Regions from separate parts of the Gossypium raimondii genome. Here region 2 is linked to region 1. A link is a contact called in public Hi-C data. All regions are on one chromosome and are shown on one strand. Each heading gives the region's core, a stretch centred on a gene start, on an enhancer-like site or on the middle of the called end of the contact. The rest is flanking DNA. Distances are from core to core; before and after follow the strand shown.

Evidence for each region. Hi-C and Micro-C count contacts between places; a contact is called where the count stands out from the background.
Region 2: a contact with region 1 is called in a Hi-C map of leaf, with 1.8 times the contacts expected there. The contact joins the promoter of LOC105783246 here to the promoter of LOC105784503 in region 1. A contact is called at or near these places in 2 of 2 Hi-C or Micro-C datasets (both in leaf).

The regions. Positions count from the first base shown.
Region 1 is chr13:8,542,517-8,548,557 of ASM2569854v1, forward strand. LOC105784503 (calcium-binding protein KRP1) reads left to right here and starts at 1,554. Exons shown (of 1, transcript XM_012610402.2): 1 at 1,554-2,256. The coding sequence starts at 1,773. The coding sequence ends at 2,135.
Region 2 is chr13:8,774,800-8,780,872 of ASM2569854v1, forward strand. LOC105783246 (diacylglycerol kinase 5) reads left to right here and starts at 3,359. Exons shown (of 13, transcript XM_012608582.2): 1 at 3,359-3,638; 2 at 4,298-4,504; 3 at 4,577-4,699; 4 at 4,850-4,978; 5 at 5,370-5,455. The coding sequence starts at 4,307.

The DNA.
Region 1 (6,041 bases), core at 304-2,803:
ACTAGGTATATATATGTTGTTGTTTTACTCACTCAACTTTGAAAATTTTCAGTTTAGATTCTCAAAATTTTGTATTCATTCTTATTTTAATCACCCGTTGTTAAATTGATAATAGAAATAGTGACATAATATATTTTTAATTGGTATAATAACATATTTAGCCCGTAATACTTGCATATTCTATCAAGTTGATCCTAAATCTAAATAATTTAATAATTTAACCCTTCACATTTACAAATTCTATTAATTTGATCCTCAAAGTTCCTAACTGAAGCTTTCACTTTTAGATTTGAGACATTCCACATCTATAAATTTGTAAAACCCCAAAAGAAAAAAAAACTTAATAAAATCTAGCAATAGGTACTAATTAATTTAATAAAATCTAGAATAATTAACATCAAAGTTGCAATTCTTCTTTATGAATGATCTGGCAGACAAAATAAAATCAATTAATAACCAAAATTCTATTTTTTTAGTTCTTCAAGCAGCAAAGAACCTATTTTTGAGGTAAGAATTAAATTGGGTAACCGTTAAATACAAGAAAAAGTAGAAATTTAAATGACCCAGAAACTAAAATTCATGTATAGTTCAATTCTCAATAAAACTCGTAAAGTATGTTATATTTGCACAGTTGGAGAAGTTCTTTTTTTTCTTTTTGGGGTTTTAGAATGCCTTTGTTGTCAAAGCTTTTCTGAAAGTTTTGGCTAGAAAGTGTAAGGATCAAATTGATAGAATTTGTAAATGCGAAGAGTTAAATTTATTGAATTATTTAGAATTAGGGCCAAATTGAATAAATATGTAAGTATTGATGACTAAATGCGTTATTAACCATTTACCCTATTATTACAAAGGCAATTTGCAAGGAAAAAAGAAAGATTCTCATGAATTTTGGTACATTGTCTCGCAAATTATTCTGAAGAAGAAAGTCCTTAAATTGCCCATGAAATCTCACAAAACACCCAATTTTGTCAAGGAAAGGAAGCCACCGACTGCTAATTTTACATGATAAGTTGTAACCAAATTATTTTTTAGCTTCTCCTGTTGAATCTTACTATTCAACCTCATAATTTTTTACAATTATTTTTTTATAAGATATTTTCTTAAATAAACAAAATAATCACATAACATACAGCAATTTCAAAAATAGAATCAAGTGGTAGTGATGGATTATCACTGTTCATCAAATCAAGTTTTGGTTTAATAGTAAAGGTGACGTTTTAGATACTCCAAATCCTGTTTCAATAAATTATATGTGACAAGTTTAATATTTATAATAGTAAGTCAGTAATAAAAAATATAGACATATTTCGATTAAAAAATGCCATAGGCTATAAAGTTAAAATTTAGTTTCTATTTTTTATATTTCAAAATTTAAGTCTAATTATTATATTTTTCATTTTTTGATTAAAAAATAACCTTATAATAAAATAAACTTGAATTTAATAAAATAAAAAATATAAGTTGGGTAATTGTATCTCCAAGTCAAAAGCAGAGAAGGCAAACATTAATAAAAAAGAAAAAGCGGGGGCAACAGCTTCTCCGAAACAGGGGCTGTATTTTCCAGCTCTACAAGAATCAGCTGATCCGCCATAAAGATTTCTTGTTCCTTTGCTGTCATACATAGGGAAAACATGACCCCCTCCTTTCCAAGAAAAAACCTCCTTACCTCATCCATCTTCTCCCTCCTATTTATAAATTCCCCAGTGCATCTCAACATTCATACAAACTTTTAAATTTCTTTGAAAAACATCGTCTATTGTCATTAGGATTCGATGGCAGGGATTGGTAAAACGGCTCCAGATTTCGAGGACTTATTGCCGGCGATGGCGGAGAAGCTGGGGGGAGACGGGCTGATGAGGGAGTTGTGTAATGGGTTCAAGCTGTTGATGGACGAGGAGACAGGGGTGATCACTGCGGCGAGCTTGAAGAGGAACGCTGCCGTGCTGGGGTTGCAAGATTTGAGAGACGATGAGCTGGCGAGCATGGTAAGGGAAGGTGATCTCGACGGCGATGGGGCTCTCAGTGAAATGGAATTTTGTGTGTTGATGTTCAGATTAAGCCCTGGGTTGATGGAAGAGTCCCGATTATTGCTGGAAGAGATGCTTGAAGACCAGCTCAAAACTGCTGGATTCTAACATCGTCTTATGTTGTTTCGACCCTTTTATTACTCATACATGACAATAGGGTACTACAATACTCAATTAATATTTCATTAGAGTTTTTTTTTTCTATTTAATACAATATTTTTTAATACCACCACACATCCTCAAAAGTTGGCTCAAAATTTTAAATTGTTTATGAATTTTATTTTGGGTTAAATATAAAATTTGTATTCAAACTTATCTACTTTTTTTAGATTAGTATTTATGGTTTTTTTTTTTAAATTGATATCCAAATTTTCTTTTCGTCCACTATATTAGTACATGAGACTAACAATATTAAATTTTTACTAGCATGACAACGCTGGGTAATTACGCTCCACCATATGACGTCCTCATGTGCCTCTTTATCTTTTTGTTTTTATTACTTTATTTTATTTTCCCTCTTTACTTTTTTCCTTCCATCAAAAACTCAAAAATTTCCCTAACTTTCTCACCCTCCAATCAATTCTAAATTGAAAAGTTTTATTAATTTATCAAATTGTTGAACCAATACCAAAAAAAAAAAAAATGCAGTCAATTCATTTCACTTGAACAATTTCTATCTATGTTTATTTTTCAGAAAATAACACTAGCCTAATACAAACCAGCCCATTATGTGAAGCCACTCTACAAACAGGAACAAATGATGAGAAACCTTTGGATTGAAGGAATTCGTAGGCAATTTACCCTTAAGGGCCTTTTCTCTCTCATTCATCTTATTCTTTAAGTGAAATCTACCTATATTTACCATAAGCATAAGAGATGCCTCTTAAACTCACGCTTATTTTGCAAAGATACGAAAACGTATGAGCTCATTTCACCTTCTTCGAAGAAGATGTCCAAATCCAATTGGGAAGTATCTCACTGAAAATATACAACAAACTTATCCAAAGGTTGGCTTATTTCTCTAGGCCTAAACCCTCGTCTATTATTTTAAATGGTTCGAACAAGAATGTGAGATTTAGAAAATAGGCTTGGGGAGAAATTTTATCTTAATTTTTAAAAGAGTTAGGCCTTGAAAAAGAAAACAATACAAGAGCCTTCACAAACTATCGACCTTTTTTGATAAAAGAAGTAATTTCAGCATTAATTTCTGCATTACTATATGACGAAGCTGCGACAGAAAGGGGTCTCCTCGTAAGGCAGGCTGGTTGTTTAGGTATGGGAAGCGTTGAACCTTGGATACCACCAAGTATTAAAACAACATCCCCCATGGTGGATCGCTCACTGAGATCTTCCTGCATGCATAATATATCCCAACATTGACACACGTCATAAATTCGGTTCCATTACAACTTGACCCTACTCTCTCGTATGCCCTGCCTTCTTTCCACAGTCTCCATCCCTAAAACTAAATAATCAAAATTGCAATGCTTTGGCAGTGACATAGGGATAAGGAAACTAGTACTTTTTTAAATAATCTCTACTTACATAACCAACTAGGCTTGGGGCATCATCTTCCACCTGATAGAATCTCATGTTTCTTTTTTCCGCTAAGTGCATCATTATGCCAAAGCTAAAAACATTAGATTTTACTGAGAAAAGTCCATCTAATACATATTCTGGCGCCATATATCCATAGCATGTTATAACACTTATTATTATGATTAGAAACATATACAAATTTTAGTCGCTCTAAACATGAAATTCTGCAGTTAACTCACTGTGTTTCAATTACTCTTACTATGTTTGCTTCGGTTTGTTTTCCTTGGTGTTGGAACATTTTCAAATATATATAGTGTTGCAATAGTTGCAAATGAAAAGTTATAAGTAGCTAAAACTCATGTCACATGGTTATTAACCAAAAGTTTTCACTATTTCCAGTGATGAATTATGTCTCTTAAATCTAAAAGTTATGTCACTTGATTATTAACAAATAGTCATAATTATTCAATAGATATTTCCTTGAATAATTGTGTTTATTGCAAAATATACGACTATCCAATTGGGTAGTTATGTCCCTATGAAGAGACACGAAGCATCCTATAAATAGGAGTGAAATTTCATTTGTATGATACACCAAAAAACATAGAAACAAAGTTTCTTTCTATTCTTCCATCATATTTTATATTCCTAGATTTTTCTATACAGAATTATTGCTGAAATTCTTTATAGAAATTAATATCCTTGCTATGCTCCACTATGTGTTTAGTAGACTATTTCTATTAGTGCAAAACGTAAACAACAATTGGGCTCGTTATATCCTCGAGGTTCATTTACCAGTAAATCTTTTGCACGCCATAATATAGGTAGGGTGAATAGAACCTTAAATTGAAGCCTTCGTTAATTTATCATATATTCATTTTTATTCCCACCGTTGAAGCTTTCGTTAATTTCTCATAAATTTATTTTTGTCCCCACACCAACAATTTTAAGGTTCTAATTTTGCAATTTATGATAAATTAAAGAAGGCTTGTCTGTTCACCGCGCATTCACATGCCACTACAAATATGGTACTATAAGGATGGATATTGGCAATTGTGATTGCATCAAGGTTAGTGATTTTGTGAAATTTTGATTTAGAAGAAATCTTTATCGCAAGAAAAGGTATATCAAATTTATTGTTTTACTCTTATTGCATGATTTAGATTTCAAGTGTTATGTGTTTATTGAATTTCATTATGCAAAAGATGTGGTTGTCTCTTGCATCAATTACTTGAAAAAAATAATCAAATGCTAGTTCATTGTATGCATGACCTTTTAAGATGCATGATTATTATTGGCATAAAATTATATAATATATATTATATATCATGCTAGAAAGAAGAAAGATGGATGGAATGAAAATGCACGGTTGGGAAAAGATCTATTAATGGATCGAAATAATACTTTTAGTTTGAATGGTGATGACATTATTCTAATATTAGTTGAACAATCTTCTATCCAATAGAAGCATTATGACCATTCGAGAGAGCTTTCCCAAACCAAAAAGTTGTGTTATTGAATCCAATGATTACTTTCAAAATGTTGGGTTGAAATGATTTCCTGGAATAAAAAAAAAGACTGCAACTTGAAAAGTGATATCGTTTTAAAGAGTCATTTAGGCACCTGTTGGTGCATTATAAATAGACAATAAATTTGGAGAATTGAAATTTAATTTGTTCCATCCAATTTGTCAGTGAAATTTTTAGTACAAAAGCATTCTTTCTTTTTTATGACATATATTTAATTTGAGTTATGAAGTTATTTATTTATTTAAATCATGATATTAATAACTATCATTTGGATGTTATTGATGAGACATCGGTTTCATTGCTAAAATGAAAGTTTGTAGTTTATCATATAATATAAATAATTTGGTTGTTGTTTTGTTAAATAACCTTAAATTAAATTAATTTTATATATGATTTCACATTTTCTTATTCTATGTTATAAAGTTTGGACTAGAAGTGGTTTTAACTAGAAATTAAATAAGTCATAAGCATATTTTTCTAGTCAATGTAGAATAGTGGAAAACATTGACTTATAAAATAAGATTACTATTCGGTATGAAATCTTCTAATGAGAATATATAACATGATAATCATATATTTGAAATCGAGACCATCTGTGCATATTTACAATGGTGCATGTCGTTTTTATATATGGCTTGGATATGATCTACAATCTTGTGGTTCTTTAAAATTTTGAGATTTAGTAAATTTTGAAATTTACTTTGGAAGCCATGAATCAAAAATCTCGTGAGTATGGAAATAATAATATGAATGCTATTTGACTCATTTAGGTGATAGATATGACTTTGATCATAGTAAAACATAATTGATAATGTCTATGGTGAAGGGTGAATAAATGTGTGATTTTATAGTCACTTGATTGGACAATTTATGGTCATTTAATATGTTACACCCTTATATATATATATATATATGGTGTGTTAAGAAAAATAATGTTATTTGACTA
Region 2 (6,073 bases), core at 2,109-4,608, 230 kb after region 1:
ATTTTATAAATATTTTGAATTTGAAATTTATTTTGGCTTTTTTTATTTGTAAATTTTGTTGAGATCAGTTTACTCATTTTCAAAATTGAAAGGGACTAAAGGGATATTTATACCAGTTTGTTATTCGAGTTATTTGACTTGTAAAATTCAACTCATCTTGAACTCGAATTACTTATTTAAGTTGACTCGAATAATTCGATTCAATTAACTTGAAATTCGAAGTTTTTTTCGATTTTTCAAATCGAATCGAGTTTTGCTCATCCCTATTGGCCCTAGCCTCCCCTAAAATAGAAAATTTTTCATTTAAGCTCCTTTATAATTTATAATATTTTAAATTGGTAATGGTAAAATTGCACTGACCCCTAAAATGATAAAAAAATAATTTAATCATTTAAAAGTTATAAAGATATAGGCTATTAAAATGATAAAATTACATTTATATTATTGTAAAATATACAATTTAATCCAGGCACACTAAAAATATTTTTCGGCTTTGTCATTACAGAAAAGATATACATGGTAAATTTTAAGATTACTTGTAGAATAAAAATACACTATCAAGATACCAAATACTAATATTATTTATTTTGAATTTTATAAGATTCTGCTTACGTGGAAAACATGGTAATTTTTAACAAGTTAAAAATATCATGATTTTATGCCATGTTTTTGTCCCTTTTAAGTTGAATCATCAAAGTAAGGAACTCGAAGTACGATAAAAGTTTCCATATTTGATTTAAGAATATTTTATTTATATTGGTAGAAAAAAGAAATGTTATAATAAAAGACCTAAATCAATATTAAAATGCTAAATCTGTATAAACCAAGTAAGCTCCGACGTGAGGGAGGGCGTAACCATAAAGTAAACACCATCCTTGTTGAAACAGCAACTTCGGATCGGACTTAAGCCAGCCTTGTTTTTCGCAGGTAATGGGAAATTCCCCTCTTTCACGCCGAAATCATCAGAATGAAAACAGCAGTGGAGGACATGGAAGATGTAGAAGGAAGTCTCGTTTCAAACCAAACCAGGTTAATTAATTTTGCTCTCTTAATCTGTACTGTATAGAGTTTCAGTTTTGTTACTCCAATTTGGCGGAATCATAATAATAATTGCTCTTGCTTTGTAGTTTTGATTGTAATGAGGGTGAGTCATGTGCACCTTGTAGGATAGGAATTATGACTCAATAATTTGCTTAATTGCGGTGTTTGTAAAAGAAGGAAGGGTGAGGATGATTAGGGTTGTTTAAGGAAATGCAAGTTTTTGTATTTGATACTCTATTTATTCAAATTTATTTTTAGAGTTATTTCTTGCCTTTATTTATATATTAGGAATATGTGATTTTTTTTAATAACTAAATTCCTTTTATGACTTAATTATTTTTTCATTAATTCTAAAGCTAAGTAATAAGCATTTACATAAATAATTACAAAATATGATTTATTTTTCAATTAAATATCCCTATGTATTCTAAAAGGATGGACATTAAAATATTTTATATACTAACTAAAATTATAACATAACTATCAAAATAATTTAACTGATACGAATTAATATTTTAAAAATAGTTAAATTTTGAACATTTTTCTTTAATTTTTTAAGAAAAGCACGAAAAGAAATTACTATAAAAAAACGATATATATGCATAATGGAAAACTGTAACCACCAAAACATAAATAATTGCGCATAATGAATTTATTTGACATTAAATAACAATAAAAACAATTAATTAAAGGGTTTGTATTTAGTATAGTAGTGTACTTTTTTATTTTACAAGCAACTGTAAAAATAATACAATGTGTTTTTTTAATATTTTATTATACTTCTATAAGACACTTGTCAATCCCTAATACACTAATAATAACAGTATACCAAATAACTTCCTTTAATTAAAATGTTTGTTAAAAACAATTGATTGTAATGTAATAATATAATTTATAATAGAGAAATTATTTGGTACAATAGTAAAATATTAAAAAATAAATATCACTTTTTAAAATTGTTTGTAAAATTAAAAAAAAAAATATATATATATATATATCAAATTCTCACACTTTATAATTTACTTAAAATATTTTCATTATTTAACTTTTAAATTTACCTTTAAAAAACCTTTTACGATTATATTTTATTATATTTTATTTAAATGACTCAAAATATCTCTATTTACTAAAATATAATGGATTCTGAAATATTTTATTATTTTTAGACATTATAATTATTATTCGAAAGTATAATGCATCCATAGTAATTTAAAAAACTACTCAGTAGTAATAATGTTTTTATAATTTTCGATTGACTTTTAGTTCGATTAGTATTGGTATTATTATCGGTGCAAGAGGTTATGGATTTGAATACATTGAAACGTATTGTCCTCCTATTTAAGAGTTGGGGATGAACTATAAGTAATTATAGATGTAAGGCATGAAGAGTTTTTTTTTTAAAGAATGTAAAATAAGTAAAAGAACAATATATATATATATATATTTATACATATAGATTTCAAACTACGGTTAGTGTCCACTTTTTTATCAGAAGTTTTGAAGTGTTGTTCTTTAAGATGTTGATTCGGGCTTTAAACAGTTGAGATATTGTTTTCAGGGTATTTATATTCGATTTTAGTCCTAAAATTTTGTCTCCTCCAAGAAGAGCCCAAAAGGGTTCATAAAATTTATCGGGAGAGCCTAAGACCCATTAAGAAAATATTTTATCATTTTGACCTTGATGAGATTTGAAGCCAAGCCTTTAAAAGGTCTTAGTGGATAAAAACACTACCAATAAAAGAGCTAATTCCCCCTTAACAAGCAACATGATTGAATTATTATGTGTGGATATTTTATGTTTTTCATAATTTAAAAGCTTGTTTGAAAACAAATATATCTTTTAACATTTACATTTTTGTTAATTTAACCCTTATTTTTTAGTTAAATTTAGTCATTAACTTTAAAAAAGTCAAATCATTTTATTTACAGAAATATTGACAAAGTATTAATTTTTAATGATATTAGCATGTTTACATGTACTTCATACTGATATGGTATTATTTTTATTAATATTTAATGCCAATAAATAATTTAAAAATTATAAAAATTAATAATTTGAAAAGTATATAAAAATTCAAAAACATTAATATAAAGTATACCTGAATTTTCATATTTAAAAATTTAACCTAATAATTTTTTTGAAAAATTGAAGATTAAATTCCACCATTTTTAAGCAATTGAGAGTTAAATTAAAAGAAGAAGAAGATATAATGGTTAAAAACCAAATTAATCATTAGGACTAAATAGAAAATGATGCTAAAAGGGAAAGTATTTTTCTAAAAGGGAATCATTGGATCAAGCATGGTAGACCCTACCAAAAAATTTTTGCCAAGTGCAATCTGTCGTCGGCATGGGTTATCGAAGTTTTTACTTCAACGAAGAATCATAGGGGCTGCTTGGCAACGACAGAAGAAGATTCATTTCCTTTTTACTTTCCCTCCACCACACGTTTTAACGCTTAGCCCTTCCAAATCTTGAAGATCCCTTGAAATTTCCTTCCGTTTCCTTAACGTCCACTGTTCTTCGCATTTGTCTACACTTTAGATTAAGAAAGGAAGTACGCTACGAAATCAGATCTCTGCTGATTCATTTTCCAGGTAACCCATAAATCTCGCTTCTTCTTCTCTCAATCAAAATTCAGCTTCTAATCACACCGATCTCTCCTCATTTCCTTGTTTCAAATTCAGCAAAGCTTATCGAATCTATCTTTTCACTCTTTGTTTGGTGTTGTAATTCTCAATTCTGCAACTGGGAGAAAGCCTTTCTAAGCTTCAGTTCAACAGTAACCAAATTCGGTTGAGTTCATTTTCCTTGAATCTTTGTTGTTTTACGTTTCATGTGTTTGTTAAAATGCCTGAATCCGAATCATATATCATAACGTAAATCCTTTTACTGTTTTGAATGATGATCTAAAGCGAGTTGACTTTTCTTTCTGTTTTGAACCCTTTTTTTTTCTTCTTATCCTTTTGTTATGGATAAATTGCTCGTGGTATAATTTACAAGTAAGCCGATATGGTATTATAAATCGCTTTGTTGTTGTTATTGTTGAGTGAATGAGCTGCTGGAAATAATTACTGCAGGGACTTAACATAAGAAACTTTATAGCTCTATTACTTATAATCAATCTTTTTCTTGGTTCATCTTGGTCTACTTTTAAAGTTCTTGTATATTATGTTTTTCAAATATTTGTTTTTATCCGCGGTAATTTTCTGTGGTACCTTGGTTTTGATGATCAGTGGTCATTTTCATAATACAGTTGGCAACAATGGCAGAATCTAAGTCGGACTCTGACTTTTTGAAGGAATTCTACATTCCTGCGTATATATTTAATGATGAAACAAAATTTTCTGATCTTCGTGATGTACCTGAGTTTCCAGTGCTTGTGTTTATCAACTCCAAAAGTGGTGGTCAATTGGGTGGTGATCTTCTTAATACATATAGAAGTGTCCTCAATGAGCATCAGGTACCATTACTCTTTCAGAATGCATGTTGGAAATATTTGATTTATGTCTAATCTTAGTGTGATTAATTTCAGATTTTCGATGTGGGGGAAGAGGCCCCTGATAAGGTGCTTCGCAGAGTTTACACCAGACTAGAAAAGCTGAAACAAGAAAAAGATGAATTTGCCACGAAGATTCATGAGAGATTAAGAATAATTGTAAGTCGAGCCTGATACTGTAAAATCTTACAGGTCTATATTTTTTTTCAGGCGGCTATAAATAACAGCGACCATCACTGCAGCTATTTTTAATTCAAATATTGTTATTTTATTTTGTTATTTATTCCTTACATCTAGATTGATATTTAGGTTGCTGGTGGTGATGGGACAGCTGGCTGGCTTCTGGGGGTTGTTTGTGATCTTAAATTGCCACATCCACCTCCAATTGCTACAGTTCCTCTGGGTACCGGAAACAATCTGCCTTTTTCATTTGGCTGGGTGAGAATTTACTTGCTTTTAGGTGTAAAATCAAGTGATAGGATGAGAGTTCAACTATCAAGATATGTTTTATTAATTAGAGCAATGAACTATTGGTCACGCTGTCAATTCCTTTTTTTGCTCAGAACGTACTTTTAATTGGCTTGGTAATATTTGGCGTATCCATCTCAGTTTCATTTCTTGTGTGTGAGCTGAACTAAGTTTATACACTTAGTCAAACAAATAATTAGAGCCCTCCCTTTCAGTAAATTTGTAATGTTAGCTGAAAATTCTTGCAATTATTGATTGACGCTATAGTAGGCAACATGAATCTGCTAGAAATCTCTATATCATGAATAATCTCCTTCAAATTTTACGAGCTATTGAGTATTTGTTCCACTGCTTTCTACAGGGAAAGAAGAATCCTGGGACTGATCGGAATTCTGTGCTGTCATTCTTGGAACAAGTAATGAAAGCAAAGGAAATGAAAATAGACAAGTAATGGTGTCATAACTCATAACTCCTCTCTTTCTCTCTCTCTCTCACACACTTGCACACACATTCTTGAGGTGTACTTGTAGACTGAGGAACTCCCTGATTTGGCATTGTATTTTGAATATCCAATTTCAATGAATTAGGACTTTGCCTCTTCTAACCTTTAGTTATACAATATACTCCACCTCTAGGTGGTTATTGTGTAAATGTTTACCAGAAGAACACATCTATCAATCCTCTGCAGTACTAATGTGCTAAGAAGTATGCAGTAGGGAAGAATCATTAACTATTAATGGTCAACCCTTCTGGTGTAACTTCTTAATGGAATTAGTTCTGGGAACCAAAAAATTAAATGGACTTTTTTGACAAAAGAAATCTTCTGGGACAGGTGTAAGATCTAAAAACAGAGTTCATTCCTATTTAACTACATCATCAAGAGAACATTCTTTTTCCTCTCTTTTGATTCCTTACACCATTTTCTCTATAATCTCTTTTAGAGAGGCCAAAACTTTAGAAGCATTTTCGCATCCTGTTCTCCTTAAATATCAAAGCCAAATTTAAAACTACATAACTGCATTATTTGATTCTTATCAGTTGTACGTCTCTATATGGATGACAATA